2 separate regions of the Mus musculus genome follow, and region 2 is linked to region 1. The links are chromatin contacts, called in public HiChIP or PLAC-seq maps. All regions are on one chromosome and are shown on one strand. Each heading gives the region's core, a stretch centred on a gene start, on an enhancer-like site or on the middle of the called end of the contact. The rest is flanking DNA. Distances are from core to core; before and after follow the strand shown. Region 1 has its middle 27 kb from the start of Rhox2h. Region 2 overlaps Rhox5 (reproductive homeobox 5).

Region 1 (4,874 bases), core at 1,377-3,876:
TGTTGTGTGTGTGTGTCTGTGCTTGAGTACAGTGAGTGCATGTGGCAGTCAGAGGACAACTTGCAGGAGATGGTTCTCCTCTTCTTCCACTATGTGTATCCTGGGGATAGAACTCAAGTCCTCAGGCTTGGCAGCAAGCACTTTCTTCCACAGAATCATCTTGTGTGCCATGGGATGCTCTCCAATTCTTTGTCTGAGTTAAGTCTGCCAAGCATTAGCACAAATAAATCTGTGCAACAGGTGCTATCTTCTGGAACACAAGAGTTGGTTAGAGTATACTCTCAATCTTCATAGTACTGGCTGCTGGAGAGATGGCTCAGTGGTTAAGGGAACTGGTGGCTTTTCCAGGGGACTGAGGTTTGATTTCAAAAACTCATATGGTGGCTAACAGTGGTCTATAACTCCCCTTCCAGAGGATCTGATCCCCTCTTAGGGCTTCCAGAGGCAATGCATGTGCACAGTACGCAGACATATATGCAGGCAAACACACACACACACACACACACACACACACACACACACACACACACACAAATAAAAATAAGAGATCTTTAAAAAAACCTTCCATACTTCTCATCAAAATTCTTTAATTTTTCCAGATCACTAATTTTGCTGGAAAGGAGTTTTATGTTATCATTCTTCTGTTGCAACATGGCAAACAACCATTTCTGCTGCTCAAATTCACTTGGAGATCATTTCATCCTTACCGATTTAACTGTGTAACTTACCCCGTTCATTCACTGTTCAATGCATTTGGCTTCTTTAGTGACTGACACTCAGCGTTCCCACTCTTCAATTGGTATTGTGTCATTGCATCTTGTACTGCCTGCCTCCTCCAACCTCCCAAACTGCTGGAGGCCCCACGTGTCTTCACATGGAATTAATCCACTGATGGAGAAAAAGTGACAAGGGTGAGTACACTTAAGTGACTGGGAGCAGCTTGTCTTCCCGGGGTGGGAAGTGAGCAAGACCAAGGGAAGGAGCAACTGCGGTGGACGGGGCTACTGTCTGCTCATCTGTGACCTCCAGACCAGGGAAGGCATGTGGCTGCCACCTAGAACCAGAAGACAGGTGAGCGCATGAGTGTAATACAGTGGGTATTACTGCATTTTTTGGGGGGGGGAGTCTTGTCCAATTATATAAGAAATTATTTAAGATGCTGCCAAAGTAAATGAAAACAAAATACCTTGGTCTATTTCTGAAACAACTAGAACCAAATCCTCAGGAGAAATCTAAATTCAGCGTCCCGCTCCCGGGCTGGGAGAAGAGAGAGAAGCACAAGCCTTCCTGCAGCCTGCAAACGGTAGAGTGTCTTAGTCCTTCTGAGGCAGTAGGACCTGTGTCCCAGTGGCTCTGAGTGCCATGTGTGCTTCGCTGAGAGGGGTTGGGAAGCAGGCAGAGTGCAGGCAAGGTGACCGTTTACCTGCTTGCTCTCCTGAATCCTGAGACTGGCCTTGAGGAAGTTGCAGACCAACAGTCTTACTGAACGCATGAGCTAGGGAAGGGGCCGTACTGAATGGAAACTCACCATCAGCCTATGGGGACAACTGGGACTCCCATGAACTTGTATCTGCTCCCACATGGTCAGAACAGAACAGGGGTGTGGTCTGCAGTAGTCAGAGGTGCAAAGCTCCTTCCCTGCTAATAATGTGAGCCACAGAAACAGCTGTGATGTGCAGGGGCCACTGAAGGTGACACAGGCATGCTGCCTCCAGCAGGAAGACCTCTTTGCCAATCTGTTTGCATCTCGTTTATGGAATGGTTTGCATCTACATGCCACAGTCAGAAGGAAATATACAGAAATTTTCCTCTTTATTGTTGCTGTGGTGGGAATGGAGACAGAGAAAGGTGGCTTTCCCTCATGAGTGGTTAAACTGTGACTGCACACAGCCCATCTCCTTGTGGCTCCTGGAGATTTGGTCCCCTAAGGGCTCCTCTGGGTCCATCATGCAAATGTGGTCCTGGATCCCACCTGCTGTGCTCCTGAGCATTGCTTTCTTCTCCCTGGCCCTCTGTTTGGCTCTCCTGTTGTTAAACCACATCTGAAAGCAGAGGAGAACAGGGAATGTCTCAGCATGCTGAGAGCTTTGCTGACAAGGACACATGCTACATCAGGGCACTGTTATTCTGAACTGCACAGCAGAAGCCATTTTTTAAATGTAATGTTTATCATCTCCATCATCACTACCACCACCACCACCACCACCACCACCACCACCACCATCACAACCACCATCATCTCTGTGTGTGTGTGTGTATGTTTGACTAAAGCAACTGTTAGAGAGCATGCTTCCATTCCCTTTCATTCTAGCCTGAGCCCATGGAGGCATGAACCCTAATTTCAGACACGTAGAATATCTTGGTCCTAACAGAAATCTCAAGGACCAAGCTTTGTGCTCAGTCACAAATCAGTGGGAATCAGGGTCTCAGACAGATGGGCATAGAGTCGGCGAAAATGGGGTGACAGTCAGGACACAAGGGAGTGTGCTGGATCTGAATGTAATTTTTCAAATCAAGCATCAAACTTTTTATACAGAAGAAAATAGAGAAGTTAGGTGACACATCGGCAAGGTGCAATGAGGTTACCGGATGCTTAATGACTCTGACACAAAACAGAGGAATGTAAACACAAAGACTGGCAGGAACTGGGCAATAAAACAGCTGAGACAAAGTCAGCTCTATCTAAGGTCAGCTATAGTCATAGAAGCCAGGTGTGAGGTCTTTAGACTCCTGGGGCAAGGGCTTTCACACCCAAGCCATAGTTCTAATTAGGGAGTTCCGTTCTAGCTAACTTTCTCATGAATAATGCAATACTCTAAAACCACAGCCTGATCTACTTCCTAAACCATTGTAAATTCCTGAATATGGGAGTGACTTGGCTTTTATTCTAAGTGATAGTGTGTGGGGACTTTCTGCTACTAAGTAATGTAGTCTGCCATACATAACTATAATAAGAATTCTAAACTTACGTTGCTAAGCTTGCCCTGAGATTTCTAACTCTCTGTAGTAGAGAGTAAAGCCTGATTTCTCTCACTGTCTCCCTTACAATACTAGAGGCAATTCTGAATGTCACTGAATAGGCAACATTCTTACTGAATTCCAAGCCCAGGGTCAGCTAAAGGACTACCTAGGGCATTGGTGAAGGCCAGGAAGCAAAGTTCAAATTTGCTTAGGTATTTGGCAAGTCATTGCTTGGAGGCACCTATAACAAAACAATAGTGAAAGGAAGCACACAGATCCATTCACAAGGACAAAATTGGAGCATATGTGCTATGGGATGCCATAATTCCAGGAGACTAAGTTTCCATGAACTTTTTGCCTCAGGATTGCATCCAGGCTTTTGGTCTGTCATGCGCGTCACTACTGGAGTGGGTGTAGCACTCCTGAGCTCTTTGAGACTGGGCCTGGAGTCTGCACTTCCCAGTTTTTGTGTTTGCCTGGTCCAGGTTCAGAAAAGCTCATGGTCAGTCAGTTTTGCTGACCTGCATAGCCAAGCACTCTCGATGTCTGCTCTGGATCCTCAGAGGCCGTGTCCATACCCAATGGAAGTGAGGGCACTCTGCCTGACTGCGGCCATGTCCTGTTGACTTTGTTCAGACAGAATGCTCCTCTACAGAAGTGGATTCCCAGGAGTAGTTTTCTGTCCACAGTTGCCCACTCTTCTTGTTGGCTGTGAATTCTACTTTCTCAGGTTGCATTTTAGTGAGGGACCTCAATCTTGACCCATGCTGGAAGACCTAACTGAAAAATTATCTAGACTTATCTTTCTCCCCAGGCCACAGAGCTGGTAGTCCAGTGTCTAGGCTAAAATGGGGGATTCGACTGCAAGCTGTACTTTAACCTTGCTGGCCCTGAGCCTGACTTCTGATCCCTTCCCTGTAGTTTTCTCAATAGCTCCCTGGGAATACAGCCTCCCATTCCACTAATCATTAATGTAGCAAATGCCTTCTTCCATGCTTGTTTTGCTTTGACTCTGAGAGAATTTTGATGCACTATAGGAGGCATCCCAGGCTTAGCCCTTCTCTCCTAATCCACTGACTAGATAGCTGCTAAGAACTCACATTCCTTAAGGGTCACTCCAGTCAGCTTACGAGAAAGCTGCTTAAGACTCAACTCTCATAAATCTACGTGTATGAATGTTTGCCTGGGTGGATGTCTGTGTACTGTGAGACCAAATAAGGATGTCTGGCCCCTTGGAACTGGAACTGAAGATATCTGGAAGCTGCCATGTGAGTGCTGGGAAGCAAACCTTGCTCTTCTGCAAGAGCAGCCAGTGCTCTTCATCACCACTGCTACTCCAGCTCTGTTGGTGGCTGCGCGTCTTCCCTGTGGGATTCCCTCCCAGCATGTTAGCCTCTTCAAAGCTGGATCAAGAATATAAAGCGTATTGTGAATGCCTATTATAAATCGTAAGACCCGAAAAGCCTTACATCCAGGATGTTCCACTCCCAGAGATGCTGAGACGGAGATCGATGCAAAAAGCAAGAGGTTTATTAATCCAGCATGCTGAGGTCATCCTGAAATCGGGATGGAAGCGACCCCAAGTAGCTAAAGCACACACCTTTTATACATTTTTTTTAGAGCAGTTCTCAGTCACAGTTTAGGGCTGGCAGTTTATCATTGGTTAACCTATAACCGCATTAAGGGGACAGACTTAAGGACCGGAGGAATTGTGTGGGCTTTTCTAAACACTCAGAGGACTATCTCTTAGCGCACCTTGCAGTGAGGCGAATTCTGGGAAAAGAACATCTTGATATTTACATAACTTTTTACAGCAGTGGTCATTCTGAGCTACCACAAATCTTACAGTACCATGCACAAACTGATTGTTCTCCATGTTCTAGAAAATGATGTTAGAGCAGCTCCACTCTAGA
Region 2 (4,717 bases), core at 59-2,558, 110 kb after region 1:
AGGTAGGTAACCTGAGAAAAACGATTTGGTAGGACAGCCATTGTAAACCTCATCTGAGGTCTTGGGCGCCTTTGCTCTAGATTATGCTGAAGTTGGTGTGCTGCTGCTGCTGCTGCTGCAGCCTCTTGATTTCTCGGGGTGGGGGGAGGATCTTTAAAGTCTGAGAATACAAAATGGAGTCACAAAGTCCCAGTATAGGAGAACATGACTTGCTAAAGGGACAAAGAATATTATGGAACTAATTTAATCTTCACATACATCCATACATAACATGTATATATCTCTCAGTAAAATATTAAATGCATGTGTTAAAATTATATATACATTTATACCTTGTATGAATATAGGCTTGCATAAAGTATGCGCATAGACATACTTCTTAAAAGTGTTCAAATCTGATAGCAGCGGCCCTTTACACCATGTTAAGTGTGGTGTAGAAATCATTCACATTTATAAAACTATGAGCTCTATGGTATCACTTTTGGTAGCAAATTTAAGCATCAGCTCTAGGACGAAGGAAGGAATTCGTAGATCTTCAGCCATTGTAGCAAATAACTCACAAGCTGAAGCAAGTACTAGTGCTAGCAGCATGTGTCTAAACAGACTGCCGAGAACAGGAACAGTGGTGCAAAGGACTGCTCATTGTATGTACGTGCTTGATAAAGCACTAGCGTGAACGGCAAGCCTGGGTTAAAGTTGCCTCCTACATCCTGCTGTGTCATCCTGACACGGAAGGAGTCCACATACGATGATGCTTGTCTATAATGCCAGCACCCTGGAAGGGAAGACAGGAAGCATCAAGGCCAGCCTCGGCTACATGAGACCCTGTCTCTAAAGCAGACAGACGCCTACAGCTCAACCCTACACATTGACGGTTGTGAAACTCCCTAGCTTGTTAATGACTAGCTTCCGGACAACAGATTCTTTTCTTCCCACCCCTGGTAGTATCAGGAAGAACTGTCCTGTGTGATTGGTTGATGGTAGGGGACTAGACAGCAGTATGGGCTAAATTCTCACCTCGGGTAGTTGGAAATATTTTTCCCACTTGCTTAGGCAGCGGTAAGTGAATCTGTAGCTCAATGGATTCAGAAGTGATCACGTGAGTGCATGGGGAAGTCCAAGCAGTTCAGAAGTTGTTTTGGGAAGAGAAGGAGTGAAAGATCCTGAGGGAACATCAGGATAACGGCATTGGCTTTATATCTCAGTGTCGTTCTCCCCCCACCCCCACCCCCACCCCCCCTGTGCCGTCACTACTGGAAGAGCCCTTAGGACTCGGGAGATTGTGCTTCTAGAACAATGGCTGAGCACAGCAGGCCTCTGAGGCCTCACCGCCAGGTCCGCTCAGGGCCCTCAGGGTACTTACTCAGCACAGGGTGTGGCTCTTCCACTTTCCCAGGCATTTAACCACAGCCCCGGAGACGCTCCTGGTTGCAAGAGTTGCTTTGCCTTGCCTTGTTTCAGTTTGCTTAGTGTGTTCTCAATGACCTTCTGAGGGTAGAGTGACCTACACACCACAACGAAGGGGAAAGATGACCTTTGAATGCATTCTCAGATGTTTTAACATGGGCGTCACCAAAAAGCTTGTCACTGACCCCTCCAGCTCTGATTTGTAAGCATCACCGGCAATGTATCCTGAAAGTGTTCTGGGAGCGAACGTGGGCCTCCTTTCCCTCCCTGGACTGTTTGTAAACTCTAAGTATTACTGTCCTGGCACTCCTCACCATGAGCAGCACTGAGTTTGCACACTATCTACTTAAAAGGGAGAAGCACGCCCACTAGTGGCAGGCGAGAGAGTAGGGGTGTAGGTTACATTCAGAGAGAAGAGCCCTTTGTCTCACACTCTGTAGGTTTTGAACTTGGAAAATGATAGAAAAATGGAGGCTTCATTAAGCAGGAGTGTGAGAGGATAGAGCAGGTTAACAGGTCTTGGTTTAGGTTTGGTTTTGGTTTGTAGTAGCAGTTCACAGGTATTTATAGACCAGTCTTTCTTCGGAATTCCACTCCACAGCAAAAACTGGAGTAACCCATTATCTAGACCTCCATCTTGCCTAGGATAGAAGCATTAAACAAGCTGAGTAGCCCTAGTCTACTGCAGGGCCTGAAACACTGTGAGTTCTCACTGGGGGGTGAGGGGGCGGTTTGCTGAAGGAAGGCTGTGGTGTTATTCTGCAGTTCGATAGCTGGAAGCCAGAACTTCACACATTCAGCAATTACTATTCTCCCAGTCCCTCACTGAATTAGAACAATACAAAACGAAGGGCTTCTTTGTGTGTGAGAGTTAAGATCTCACTGGTTGGGCTGAGCATATAACTCAGGGATGAAGCGTTTATCATGCATACATGAAGCCCTAGGTTCAATCCCTAGTACCTAGGAGGAAAAAATACCAACAAAACATCAATGGTTATGTTCAAAGGTATGTGGTTTTGCTTTTGTTTGTTTGTTTGAGTGGAATCCTGTTTAGTGTTATTGACTAAAACCCTTATTCTTCTGAATGTAGAATTGGTTTAAGATCAGGAGGGCTGCGGCCAGAAGAAACAGGAGGAGGGCAACACCAGTCCCTGAACATTTTAGAGGAACATTCGAGTGTCCTGCTTGTCGTGGAGTGAGATGGGGAGAAAGATGCCCTTTTGCGACACCGAGATTTTGATTTGATCACATATGCCGGCTATGACAGCCCTTACTTTTCAAGAATTCAGCAATAAAGAGGTGGATTCCCAGTATGTTTGTTCCATTACCTCTATGATTATTAAAATATTGATACAAATATCTTAGTGATTCGAGTAATATGGAAATACCCTTTAAACATGGCATAATTGAGTCACCTGCGGTATTCCCTATAAATCAGAGAAGGTCCACAACTACAGCAATGGGTTATACTGACCTACACATTCTCCTTTGTCACTCTCTGTCATTGTGATGCCTTCAGCTCACCCTGCCACTGTATGTAAAGGAAGGGCAGGGTAAGTTCCTGCTGAGAATCAGCCTGTTCCTAGATAGGGCTGACTTCTGCTACTATTTGCAAGTGCATTATGACGCTGTAAATGACTGGGAGGTGGGTTGTCTCTCCAAGGATGAGGTCACACTCTAGGAGGTGGATGCTTGCTAGCGACGCGATTCAGATGAGTTGTGAGGCAGGGTGAGGGCAATAGGAAAAATTAAGGGGTGACCACCCAAGGCCTGTTATGCTCCAAACTGGGTTCTTTATGAAGCAAGAATCACAGATTCACCTTTGCTGCATCCTTCCTCCTGGTGTACACACACACACACACACACACACACACACACACACACACACACTTTCTCCCTCTTTCTCCTCTGAGAGGGTGGAGGCCACTCCTTGGTATCCCTACCCTGGCATATCAAGTCTCTGCAGGGCTTTTCCTTTTGTCAGTTGTTGGACAAAAGGGAAAAGACAGCATCAAGAATGCCTCTCACTCCATGGTCAATTAAAGGGGCACAACAATGTCAAGAGTGTCTGGCACCCTCCTGTGGGCTAAAGGGGATTGACATCAAGAATGCCTGTCACCATCTTGTGGACACATATATAAAGGAGAATAACAAAGTCAAGATGGTGGCACACGCCTTTAATCCCAGCGCTCAGGAGGCAGAGTCAGACAGATTTTTGAGTTTGAGACCAAACTGGTCTACAGAGTGAGTTCCAGGACAGCCAGGGCTACACAAAGAAACACTGTCTCGAAAAACGAAAAATAAAATAAAATAGAAGTCAAGATGGCCATCACTCCCCTGTGGAATAAATATTATAATGTCAAGAGTGCCTGTTGCCTCTGTGGACTCTCCTAGCTAGGGCCACTATTGCTATGATGGAACACCATGACCCAAAGCAAGTTGGTGGCAAAAGGGTTTATTAAATGTACACTCCCACATAATAGTCCATCAGGGAAGGAAGCCAGGGCAGGAACTCATGCAGGGCTGGAACCTGGAGGCAGGAGCTGATGCAGAAGCCACAGAGAGGTGCTGCTTACTGGCTTGCTCATCATAACTTGGTTAGGTTTCTTTCTTTCTTTCTTTCTTTCTTTCTTTCTTTCTTTCTTTCTTTCCACTATTCTTTAATCTTTTGTTACAGTCTAGTCGTTATCCCCCTCCCGGTCCACCCTCTGACTGTTCCTCATCCCAAACCTCCTCCCCAGTCTCCAACAGGAAAAAGGGGGCAGGATCAGGTGTGGGAGGAGATGGGGGTGATGTACAGAGGGTCAGGAAATTGAACAGAGGTGTGTTGCAAGGGGGGTGGGGAACTGGGGATAGCCACCAGAATGCCCCAGATGCCAGGAAAGCAAGAGGCTCCTAGGATCCAATGGGGATGATATTAGTCGAAATACCCCACAAAGGGGTAACCTGTAGAGTCCGTATCCAGAGGTTAGGCACAACCCTAGTTGAAGGATGGGGCCACCCACCCATCTCAAAAATTTTAACCCAGAATTGCTCCTGTCTAAAGTAAATTCAGGGACAAAGAGTGGAACTAAGACTGAAGGAAAGGCCACACAGAAACTGACCCACCTAGGGATCCCTCCCATATACAGCCACCAAACCTATACACTATTGTGGAGGCCAACAAGAGCTTGCTGGCAGGAGCCTGGTATAGCTGTCTCCTGAGAGGTTCTGCCAGTGCCTGACACATACAGAAGTGGATGCTCACAGGCATCTGTTGGACTGAGCATAGGATCCCCAATGAAGGAGCTAGAGAAAGGACCTAAGGAGC

What was found. HiChIP or PLAC-seq counts read pairs in DNA pulled down with a chosen protein or histone mark.
Region 2: an H3K27ac HiChIP or PLAC-seq map of trophoblast stem cells shows a contact between it and region 1, with 6 times the contacts expected there. The contact joins two enhancer-like sites. A contact is called at or near these places in 36 of 484 Hi-C or Micro-C datasets (the AML12 cell line, the BV-2 cell line, the Ba/F3 cell line and 22 more), 13 of 115 datasets of contacts at active chromatin or transcription factors (the SCID.adh cell line, astrocytes, differentiating embryonic stem cells and 6 more) and 3 of 9 other capture datasets (adipose tissue, liver and pancreatic islet).

What each region holds. Positions count from the first base shown.
Region 1 is chrX:37,698,170-37,703,043 of GRCm38.p6, forward strand. No RefSeq gene overlaps it. Among named protein-coding and RNA genes, the nearest start is that of Rhox2h, 27 kb to the left of the region's middle. Within about 2 kb of position 2,627, at least 9 of the 459 cell types and tissues checked have an H3K27ac peak or open chromatin away from gene starts, as enhancers often do. A contact at or near this core is called in extraembryonic ectoderm and trophoblast stem cells, where this site is marked.
Region 2 is chrX:37,806,118-37,810,834 of GRCm38.p6, forward strand. Rhox5 (reproductive homeobox 5) reads left to right here. Exons shown (of 5, transcript NM_008818.2): 4 at 1-2; 5 at 2,498-2,761. The coding sequence ends at 2,647. Among named protein-coding and RNA genes, the nearest start is that of Gm34522, 9.1 kb to the right of the region's middle. Within about 2 kb of position 1,309, at least 16 of the 459 cell types and tissues checked have an H3K27ac peak or open chromatin away from gene starts, as enhancers often do. A contact at or near this core is called in extraembryonic ectoderm and trophoblast stem cells, where this site is marked.